3 separate regions of the Mus musculus genome follow, and regions 1 and 2 are each linked to region 3. The links are chromatin contacts, called in public Hi-C maps. All regions are on one chromosome and are shown on one strand. The core of a region is the stretch at or near the end of the contact, and the rest is flanking DNA. Distances in the headings are between cores, read along the strand shown. Region 1 overlaps Gsg1l (GSG1-like). Region 2 overlaps Gsg1l (GSG1-like). Region 3 overlaps Gsg1l (GSG1-like).

What was found. A called contact is a pair of places that touch in the nucleus more often than the background predicts.
Region 1: a Hi-C map of cerebral cortex shows a contact between it and region 3, with 2.2 times the contacts expected there. The contact joins two enhancer-like sites. A contact is called at or near these places in 5 of 484 Hi-C or Micro-C datasets (the G1E-ER4 cell line, cerebral cortex, cortical neurons and 2 more) and 1 of 115 datasets of contacts at active chromatin or transcription factors (cardiomyocytes).
Region 2: a Hi-C map of forebrain shows a contact between it and region 3, with 2.1 times the contacts expected there. The contact joins two enhancer-like sites. A contact is called at or near these places in 4 of 484 Hi-C or Micro-C datasets (forebrain, muscle stem cells, nephron progenitors and 1 more) and 3 of 115 datasets of contacts at active chromatin or transcription factors (SST interneurons, craniofacial prominence and stem cell-derived neural progenitor cells).

The regions. Positions count from the first base shown.
Region 1 is chr7:126,065,564-126,069,125 of GRCm38.p6, forward strand. All of the region lies in intron 1 of Gsg1l (GSG1-like), which reads right to left. Among named protein-coding and RNA genes, the nearest start is that of Gsg1l, 15 kb to the right of the region's middle. Within about 2 kb of position 1,363, at least 24 of the 459 cell types and tissues checked have an H3K27ac peak or open chromatin away from gene starts, as enhancers often do. A contact at or near this core is called in cerebral cortex and cortical neurons, where this site is marked.
Region 2 is chr7:126,029,919-126,033,154 of GRCm38.p6, forward strand. All of the region lies in intron 1 of Gsg1l (GSG1-like), which reads right to left. Among named protein-coding and RNA genes, the nearest start is that of Gsg1l, 51 kb to the right of the region's middle. Within about 2 kb of position 1,798, at least 45 of the 459 cell types and tissues checked have an H3K27ac peak or open chromatin away from gene starts, as enhancers often do. A contact at or near this core is called in forebrain and muscle stem cells, where this site is marked.
Region 3 is chr7:125,886,680-125,890,401 of GRCm38.p6, forward strand. The region is part of intron 6 of Gsg1l (GSG1-like); the gene reads right to left. Among named protein-coding and RNA genes, the nearest start is that of Gm51456, 64 kb to the right of the region's middle. Within about 2 kb of position 1,797, at least 15 of the 459 cell types and tissues checked have an H3K27ac peak or open chromatin away from gene starts, as enhancers often do. A contact at or near this core is called in cerebral cortex, cortical neurons, forebrain and 1 more, where this site is marked.

The sequences.
Region 1 (3,562 bases), core at 113-2,612, 180 kb after region 3:
TTTATTGGTGGGTAAAATGAAGCACCATTTGGCAGAGTGACTTTCTCAAGATCACACAGGAGACTCTCTCACAGGACAGAAGAACCCCATGCCACCCACTGTTCATCCACAGTGCCTGTGGGACAAAGGTTCAGAGGCCAGGATGGGGAGGGGAGTCTGCCTCGGTCCTAGTGCAGTGCTGAGCTGATCACAGACATGGGGTGACTGGATAAATAGCTGAAGTTCTAACTTTCCTCCTGCTTCTGAGTCCTGGCCACTCTCCCACTCATCCTTTCTCTTTACTTGAGTCTATCCTTAGCAGAGGATGGAGCTCCTAGGACAAGCCTGGTGCCCTGCCTAGCCACCTCTCACACACAAACACAATGCTCATAACACAGAAGGTACGGCAGGTCTCAAGCTGCTGGGAAACTGGCCACGGTCACTTCTAGACCACACAGAGGTTTCTACAAATCCCCTAGTCACTGGGGGCAGCCAGGAAGGATCGAGGAATGGCACTGCCCTGCAGCAGCACACACACCCCACACACCCCACTCTCCACTGCACCCACACCTCCACATTGCCCTGTCCAGGTTCCAGACCAACCTGATCATCCATCACCCATCCACGCAGCATCCACCATGCCCAGGGCTGAGATTCGTGGCATTGGGGGCTGCCCTGTTGGTGCCCTGAAGGAGAGAGTAAACTTGCAGCTGGGGTGGACTGAAACATGCTGGGAACCGGAGTTGCACATCGTGAATTTCCGTTAAGACAGGACTACAGACTGCCTTGGGTGGCAGGGAGCAAGCCTTCTCCCACATTCAACCCCCAGGAGATGAGAAGGAGAGAGCATACCTGCAAGTATCAGTATGGAATGGAAACAAATCCAGAAAAGGCAGGACTCTGAAAGAAGCTAAGTCCTTGAGCCAGACTTAGAAGGAGAAAGAAATGAAGGGACGCAGGCGAGGAGGAGGAGGAGGAGAAGGAAGCCATCACCCATTTGTGAATAAAGGAGAGTTCAGAAGGTACCCCTCTCATACCCAAGGATAAGAAGTAAGCCAAAGGGAGGGTCCACACCAGTAATCTCAGGATTTAGGAGACAGGAAGGAGCCAGCCTGGGCTACATAGCCAGAGAGACCTCATCTCAAAGAAGAAAAGAGAAGAAAAAGCCAAGAAGAATAAAGAGAAGGAGGGAGGAAGGAGTCAAGCAGGCAAGCTAAACAGTAGCCTGGCATACGGGGGTGGGTGGGGTGGAGGGAGTGGGGGTGTGGGGTGGTCAACCTCCTTCTCACGCACTCACTGTGAGAAGTGCAAAGTCATTCACATTCCCTAGGGAAACACAAACCCCCAAGAAGCCTCCAGCGCTCGCTCGCTCGCTCGCTGAGATACGAACAGATTTAGCCCAGGAGAACTGCCAGGGAGGCGAAACCGGAGCCAAATGAGGAGGGAATGGGCCCGGAAAGAGCTAGAAACACACAAAGGGCAGAAAGACACACTCAGAGGAGCGAACCGCAGGCTCAGTCCTATGGAAAAACTCACTCCAGCAGTGTAGAGCTCCAGTGGCCTGAAGCTCGGAGACTTACTTCACTCCCAGAGGACAAATGTGACGAGTCAGAGCCATAGCTAGCAGAGCTGAGGGACAGGCGACAAATTAATTAATTGGTTTATTTCTATTTATTTTATTTATTTGGTATTCTTTTGCAGTGGAAGCCAGGGCCTTGCTAGGTAAGCGCTCTCCCACTGAGCCACATCCCCAGAACTAGTTTTGGTTTTGTTTTTGTTTTTTTGTTTTTCAAGACAGGGTTTCTCTGTATAGCCCTCCCTGGCTGTCCTGAAACTCACTCTGTAGACCAGGCTGGCCTGGAACTCAGAAATCGGCCTGCCTCTGCCTCCCAAGTGCTGGGATTAAAGGCGTGCGCCACCACCGCCTGGCTTAATTTTATTTTTTATCTTTCTCTCATTTGCCTGCATTTTGAGACAGGGTCTCACTTATAGACCAGGCTGGCCTCAAACTCACAGAGATATGCTTGCTTCCACCTCCAGAATGCTGGGATTTGTGGGAGGGTGGGCAGTAGATGTGTGACATTCTCCAACCTACCAGGCAAGGGTTTCCCTTTCTTTGATATGTGTTCTCTGTGCTGGAGCTGGAACTAGGACCTAGAACCTTCTCTGTCATTGGCATCACCTTGCACATCTTTAGAAAACCAAAAAGAAGCAAACGCAGAACACAACACAGGGAAAGCAAGATCCACCATCTACTAGGAGGCCTTGAAGCTGGTCTGGCATGGACACACCCTGGGCACAGGGCAGAGGAGTGGGAGGTGGTGCGGGTCTGCGATCCCAGCACTAGAGAGGCAGAGGCAGAAGGACCTCTGAGTTACAGGCCAGCCTGATCTATACAGAAAGTTCCGGGCCATCAAGGGTTACACTCAGGATGGGTAGGGGTAGAAAAGTGGGAGGTGCTTGAGGCCCAGAGATGCCAGGAGCTGAGGAAAGGGCTCTAAACTGTCTGGAATGCAAATGCCAGTGATGAAGCCAGAATAAACCCCAGCAAAACTGTGAGACAGAAAAGAAGAACTGACCTGGAAGACAGACCGGCAGTCAGTCCCATCAGTGAGTGTGTTCTAGAGGACTGGAAATGGACGAGCGTGAAGATTAAGACCTAGAGCGCCCACAGCTGCAGAAGGTGGAGGGACTTGAGCAGCAGGAAATCCAAGTTGGTAGTGGCAGCTGAATTAACGAAAGGCAGCCTGGTGGTTTCCCAAATAGTAAACATAGTTCTCTCAGAGTCCCCAAACCCACATTATTTGGTGTTTAGAACAGCGATATCTGTGTCCACCTGTTTACAGCAGAAGTGTCCATAATTATTGCCTGACCTTGGAAACAACCAAGATGTCTTCCCACGGGTGAAATAAACCATGATATGCCCAGTGAGTGAAATATTATTTAGCAGTAAATAAATAAGCTATAAAATGAAAACTATGTGGAAAGGTTGTGTTTGTGGCTGTTGGAGGGTGTGTGCTGGGTATGCCTGAAAGGAAAAGGGAAAGGAAGGGAGAGAGGAAGGGAGGAAGGGATGGAGGGACAGAAGGATAGAGGGTGGGTGAGAAGGGAAGGAGGGAAGGAGGGTGGGCAGAGGTTACATTATTGTTTAGTGATAAAAGCTAGACTGGAAAAGGCTCCAGACTCTGTGTCAACTCTGTGACACGCTGGTGACAGTGAGATCGCTGGTTGCTAGGGTTGGAAGGGAGATGGGGGAAGAGACCAAGCAATGGTCTCAGCAGGAAAAGTCAGGGCATAGAAGACTGCCTTGAGGGCTTTCCACACTCATCCAAGGCCACAGGTAACATCACCCAGCATAACAGGGTTCACTGTGGCCTGGGCGATGGCCATGTGGGCCTTTTGGGTATGGGATTCAGGCAATAGGGAGCTGAGCGTGTGTCCCTTCGGGAGGTCTCTAAACCTTCCACTCAGCTTGCTGCAAACCAAAAGCTGCTGCAGAAAGTGGAGTTTAAGTCATCAGCACAATCAGCCCTTTCCGAGCTGATCTCTGTTAAGCACCAGGACAGTTTTAAAGCCATTTGGG
Region 2 (3,236 bases), core at 548-3,047, 140 kb after region 3:
GCTTGGTCCTGTCTACTCAAACCTTTACCCTCTCTAGTCTATACAGCAGGATCTTCTCCAGTCTTCAAGATCCAGCTCAAGTGCCCTCCACCTCTGTCACAGGACTCTTCCTTGCTCACCAACCGTCTGCCCCATCACAGAGCCTCACCTCCCACTCTGAAGGTCCATGCCTTATAATTATTTTATATCTGCTCCCTACTCACACCCAGGGAGCCGGTCCAGACAGGAAGGGAGGCTCCTGGGAATCCAGTGAGAACACCATTGGCCAGGGCAAAGCTCAGCTAGCCTTCACTCACTCCCAACCCATTGCTGCATGGTTGTTTTGAAACAAACTCTCAACACTGAGTCAAAAGTCATCTTATAAAGACTCTCAATAAGACAAAAGGAAGCCCATGGCTTCCTGGACCCCAAGGTTCTACTCCCCCAAGGCTGCTGGCTTTCTGCACCCAGACCTCCCTCCCTGCTAGGACCCCCTGGTCTGCTGTCCTCAGAGGCATGGCTGGAGGACTGGACTCAGAAGTTGCTTTTCATGAAGTGGCTTCAGCTTTCAGTAGACCCATCCTTACTCAGATCCCAGGGAGCCAGAGGAGGGTCCCAGAAATCACCAGCTGAGGGAAAAGCTGGCTTATTTTGACTTTTGACTTCACATCCAGGCCAGGTTCCAGGTCACCCAATAGGCTCCTCCTTCAGTCTAGGTCTCACTGAGAAAGAGGCACTGTGGACTATGAGAGAAGGCAGGGTGAACAGGGTCAACGGGAGGCTGGGCAGATCAAGCTCCCTAAAAGGAGGCTTGTGTGGTTGTGAGTTCAAATCCCATCTCAGCCACCCGTTAAGCCAGAGACACCAGACAAATAACGCTTTTCAGGTCATTCGGTTGGAGAGTTTCTTCTCCAGTGAAGGGTGAACAGTCAAGCCTTCTATTCTGACATAAGGTCTATATGAGGGAATGGGTATAAACCTGCCTCTTAGCTAGGTTTAAATCAGGAAGACCTGCAAAGGCATTGGCTCCACCCTCCTTTCCATTACTCTCTGCTTGAAAGGAAGTACTCTAAGGAAAGTGAGGTCTGGATTCATGTTTATTGTCTACTTCTGCCTATCTGTGCAACTTTGGTATGTTGGTCCACCTCTCTGATCCTTTTCCTTGACTGCCAAGGGGAAATTATCTAAATACGATGGCCTCCTCCTAAGCACGGGCTATACATATCAAGATCTCCAGTGGATGCCTAAAAACTACAGAGTCCCAGGTCCTGTAGATACTGTGTGCTCTCTAAGGCACGGTGAGAATGTAGTAACAGTTTTCTGAGTCTGGTCTTTCTCTTTCTCTCCTGAGTGGTATGCTGTGATGGTCTCTCTGTAAAGGATGACCAATGGGAGGGGATATTAGACACCACAGATATGCCAGACAAACCGATGATTCGCATCTGAGGTGGGACAGAGGGCACTGGACCCCATCTTGGTACCCAGAATGCCTCACAACTTAAAACTTATGAATTACTTATTTCTGGGATTCCCTGTTTATTGCTTTTATTATATCTGGCCACTGATTGACAAAACCACAGAAAGTGAATCCATGGGTTAAATAGGAATCAATATACTCCTTCTTTAGGTTTGTGGAAGGATTGAAATAGTAGAGTGCAAAGCACCTGCCATGGGTTTGGCGCCACACATCAGAGCTATCGTTTCCTCTTTCCCCGGGTTTCAGGTAAAAAAGCGTTACTCCTACAAGGAGAGCCCTGAGCATCCCTGAAAGCCAGAGCAGGAAGCTGTGATTCTGCGTGCTCAGCAGGAGCAGGGTGGGAATCTGGCAGAGCCACAAGCAGAAACAAGGAAAGAGGCCAGAGACAGATGCCTAGTGCTGGCAGAGATACAAGGATGCTGCGGATTGGCCAAGTTGCCCTTGGCATGAAAACACAGAAGCTCAGGTCTAGAGCTTGATCGGTGAGAGAGGGGAATGTGGGGAGCCCCCAGCCGTGGCTGAGCCTGGGGATTGTGATTCCGTTCGACACCCCAGCAGATGGTGAAGCTGAGATTTCTGCAATAAGGGTGGGAAGAGACTGAAATAGGCAGGAGGTGGAGGGCAGTGTAACCTTTGCCTCACAAAGCCGGCTAACAAACTTTGCATTTGCTAGCATGGAGAGATTTGCTAGCATGGTCTGGTCTGGTCTGGTCTGGTCTGGTCTGGTCTGGTCTGGTCTGGTCTGGTCTGGTCTGATCTGGTCTGATCTGGTCTGGTCTGGTCTGGTCTGGTTAAGAAGTGTATCACTATGTAATGCCTGGTCTGGTCTGGTCTGGTCTAGCCTGGCCTGGCCTGGTCTGGTCTGGTTTAGTCTAGTTTGGTTAAGAAGAGTATCACTATGTAATACAGAGGCTTCAACTCACTGTGTAACCCAGGCCATCTCATGAGTGCTATAAGAACATAAGCGCACCCCATCCCCTGTTCTGCACCACACGGTGTGCACACTCTTTGTATCAAGCTCTTTTCCAGTTTCTTTACACATGCAGCTCATCGGCACAACAGCCCTAAAGAAGAAACTGAGGCATGAGAAGCTTGGGTCTAACATCACACAGCCACAGGCAGTGTGGCACAGAGCCTTTGTTCTGGCTACTACCCTGCACTGTCTCTTAGCAGAGTTGGCAGGATCTAGAGAAACCCATTTGTCCTGTGGGAAGTCTCCAAACAGGACTCCACAAATAGCCAGAAGAACCTGTAGTTTCCCAGAAGAGAGCCAGCTGCAGGCTGGCCCCGAGTTGGACTCTGGTCCTGAGTTGGGCCCCACAAAGAGCCAGAGCCTTGGACATGCATGCAGGTACCTTTTCCTATAGCAGGTAATTTCAGTTTGCAGGGAGAATAGAAAATATCAGAGTCTGGTCCCCGGTAAATGCACCAATAGGAGACAATGGGCAGGGGTGAAAGCCGCACACTGGCCAATTGGAAGGAACAGAGCTGGGGGCTGGGTCCAGAGCAGACCAGCAGGCCCTGCAGGGAGCTTCTCCTCACACACCAGGCTGGCAGCAGAGCCTTGGCAAGCACTTCTTGGAGTTCTCTGGAGGCCTCAGCCAGTTGAACTGACAGGGCAGCAGATGGCACACACTTATTCGCTGATGATATTTCGATTTATTTATCTCTTACAGATGGTGTCAGGCCTTGATTCCTGGCAGGAGTCCAGAGTTGGGACATTTTTCTGGAGATAATGGTCTCTACAAGTGGAGGGCAGACTGGAGACAGAGCCCCTGCC
Region 3 (3,722 bases), core at 547-3,046:
GATATCAGAATTTCATGGGGACCTACTGTGTGGACGCATGGCACTACCTTGTGGGGGACTCACTGTTGTATGGGGGATACACAACGACCACTGAACGACAGCAGGCTCCTGTGCTGGTAATATCAACACTCTGGTGGGAAGAGAGTGGAATGAACAAGCTAGCCTGGAGGTCAAAGAGTGAGCAGCAGGCAGGAGCCATGGGAAGAGGCCCCTGGGGGATGCCACCCATGCCCCAGGTGGGGAGGGGCCTGGCTCTGAGCTGGGAAAATGGAGTCAGGCTTGTATCTCAAAAAGATGGGTCAGGGAGATTGGCCCTAGACACAGCAATGTCCTCCCAGTCTATGACCAAGCAGACTGCAGCAGGCAGGAGCCACTCTGAACTGGCTCTGCGACCAGTGGGCCCCAAGGGCACAGGCAGCCCATTTTAAATACAGAAGCCTGCTGGGAACATAGCCACATACCTGCCATCCCAATCCAGGTGGTGGAGACAGGAAAATGACAAGTTTGAGGCCAGCCTGGGCTACATAGTGAAATTCTACCTCAAAGCAAAATACAGAAGAAACCTAGCTTGAACCGGGATCATTCTCCATTCGACTCTCCACCCCAGCACAGCAGCACTAACTCCAGCTGGGACCCCTGACCTCCAGATGGCAGGGTCTCAGATGTCCTCAAGCTGCGTGCCTGTCTGAGTCCAGGAAATTGGCCTTGATATTTATTTTGAAAATATGGTCTGGTCTGCTTCCATTTTAATAACAGAAACAACTCTCGCAGTGTTCTATTGAATTTGATTTTGATCTAATCAAAATGCCAAGTTGCTCTAGGCCCACAGAAAGTCTTCCTTAAAATTCGTTGTGCTGTTCTGGGGGACAGCTATGGCCAAAGCCCATCTTGACAGAGCTCCCACAAGCTGCCTCTGTGTCCTGACAATGACAGGCTCTTGCAGAGCCCTGCCTCACGACACACCTGGCAAATCAAAGGCTTGTCCAAGGCATCAGACTTGACAGGAGCCGTGCGCTGCAAACCCCAGTCACCCCAGAGGATGACACAGATACCCAGATCGGATGGCAGCATCAATTCCATCAAATGTCACATCTGATGTGCTCCCAAACTAGCTGGTGGCACTGCAGAGCAGAGCAAGAAACTGTGGCAGAATCAAATCATAGAAGGACCAAGGGAGAAATAGCAACTTTGGCAGTAGTTAGAAGTGAAAGAAAGTTTATATAACTCTTCTTGTCAGACTAGCTGCTCTGGGAGGAAGTTGTGGGAGATGCTCCGAGGTGCAGTGGCAAGCGCTGAGCACCAACTGCGTGGTACTTGCTGAACTGGGTGCTTGGGCTAGAGACATGGACAAGATGGACAAGGTGTTTATCAGAGAGATGAGAGAAATGGGAAGCAGGGTGAGTCGGGGAGAGTCAGATGCTGGGAAGGAAAGAACCTGGCACCTGGGAAACTAGTCCACAGCTTAGGAGACAAAGCGAACCACACGAAGCTTTAGAGGGAGAGCATCTAGCAAGTACAAAGGTCCTAGGAAGTGAAAGAGCTTAAACATGGTGCAGCTGCTGCCTAAGGTGGCAAAAGGGAGGAGGATGGTGAGGCCGGGGTCCTGAGGCATGAGCTGGAGCCCTCGGTGAACAGAAACATCTCCAGTGCCGAGCTGGGTTTCATCGCAGACTGGATTATGTGAGGTCTCTCTGCTCAGCAAAGTTGCCTAGTAATTCTTCCTTCTTACGTCCGGATCAGTCATCAAAGAGCTAGCAGGCAGGAGCTTTGCTGAGCGCACACAGCAAGTGTTTAATAATGTGGCTCCCTGACACCCTCCTCCCCCATGCCTCCTGCCGGCAAGCTGTGCCCGGCAGGATCTGAGCAGCTGCTTCATGAGGAAATATTGCAAAACTCGCCCAAGCGATTCCAAAATATTTTCTGGGCAGCAACCCCACAGCCGCTAAGAGGCCGGGTTCTGGGGACCGGCTGCTTCTCTAGGCTGTTAGCACTCTACTCTTGCTGGGTTCCCATCCTCGGGACCCAGCCTGGAGAGATGGGTCCACACGGACAGTTCCTCCACACTACTGAGCCTTCATCCCCTCTGTTACTGCCTGACTATATGATATTGGGTAAGCCCAGTCTTTTGGTTTGCTGAGACAAGGTCTCACCATGCAGTCCAGGCTGGCCTCAAACTTATGATCTTCCTACCTTGGCCTGTGAATACTGGGATGACAGGAACGTGCCACCATGTCTGGCCAAAGCTATTCTTGGCCTCCTAGGGTTCTTTGTTCTGTCATCCACCGGGCTGAATTGACTCAGTGAATGAAAGAGCTCATCCTCTCAAGCCCCTGTACTGTGCCCTAGATAAGGTGCCACACCCTGATGTCTCTGGCTAGTGGGGATTCCACCATGGCTCTTGCCGCACTGTGCAGCAACAGAATGGGCCTTGCTGTCCTACAGACTTCTGGGGCCCAGAGGAGCCTATGAGCAGGGATAAATGAGTGAGTGATTAAATAAGAGAGTGGATGGATGGATGGATGGATGGATGATGGGTGGGTGGATGGATAGATGGATGGATGAGTGGGTGGATAGATGGATAGATGGATGTGTGGATGGATGGATGGATGGATGGATGGATGGATGGATGGAGAGATGGATGGATGGATGGATGGATGGATGGAGAGATGGATGGATGGATAGATGGAGAGATGGATGGATGGATGGATGGATGGATGGAGAGATGGAGGGATGGATGGATGGATGGATGGATGGATGGAGAGATGGAGAGATGGATGGATGGATAGATGGATAGATGGAGAGATGGATGGATGGATGGATGGATGGATGGATGGATGGATTGGGTAATGGGTGGGTGGATGGATAAGTAAGGGAACAAGTGAATGTCTCACATGCATCATAGAAACGACTTCTTTAGAGAAGCCAATCCCTGCTTTGTCACAGGCATCCATCCTCAGGACTCCTGGTGGTCCCCACAAGCCCCAGGAGCATGGCCATCTCTACTGTCTGCCCTAATGGAGGACACTGAACAGAGATGCTTGGGAACTGAGACTCCTTTCTCTCCTGTGAAGCCAGAATGGAGAAAGCCTTCCCTATTCACTCTTTGTAGCCTTTGGGCACAGATCCCTGCACGTGCCCTTCTCCAGAGATGATCTTGTAGTGTCTCAGCACCAGCCATGAAGTTCACATCCCTCCAGTGGGCCTGTGCTCTCCCTCCATCCACCTTCTACCTCAGAGATGCCCCCACAGCCCCCAGACTCAACACCAGCAAAGCCACAAGACTTCTTACCAAACTCTTCTATTGATGGTGACACACACCTTTGAAGGTTCCTGCAGAAGTTCTGTGTGACCCCAAGGCTCCTCTCTCCCTGCTCTTGCTCTAATGATCATGGCGGGGGTGGGCATACCTGCTGAGTGCCAGCTAGCAACAGCATGGCTCCACACTCTGGTAGCCACCACCAGTGACCTGAGAAATTCCTGTCATAGCTGGGACAGTATCAGGCCTGTGTCACTGCCCTGATGTTCTCAGCTAGAACCAATTGCTCACCTCTTCCTTGAGTCCCAAGTCCATTCCAGCTTATGATATCTGGGTCCCCTAAGCAAAATGAAGTTCAGTGGATACAGCCTGTTATTGTCATTGTGAGTGTATGTGTGTGTGTGTGTGTATGCATATGTGAGTGTGTATGAGAGCGTGTGTATGAGTGTAAAAGAGACAGTATATA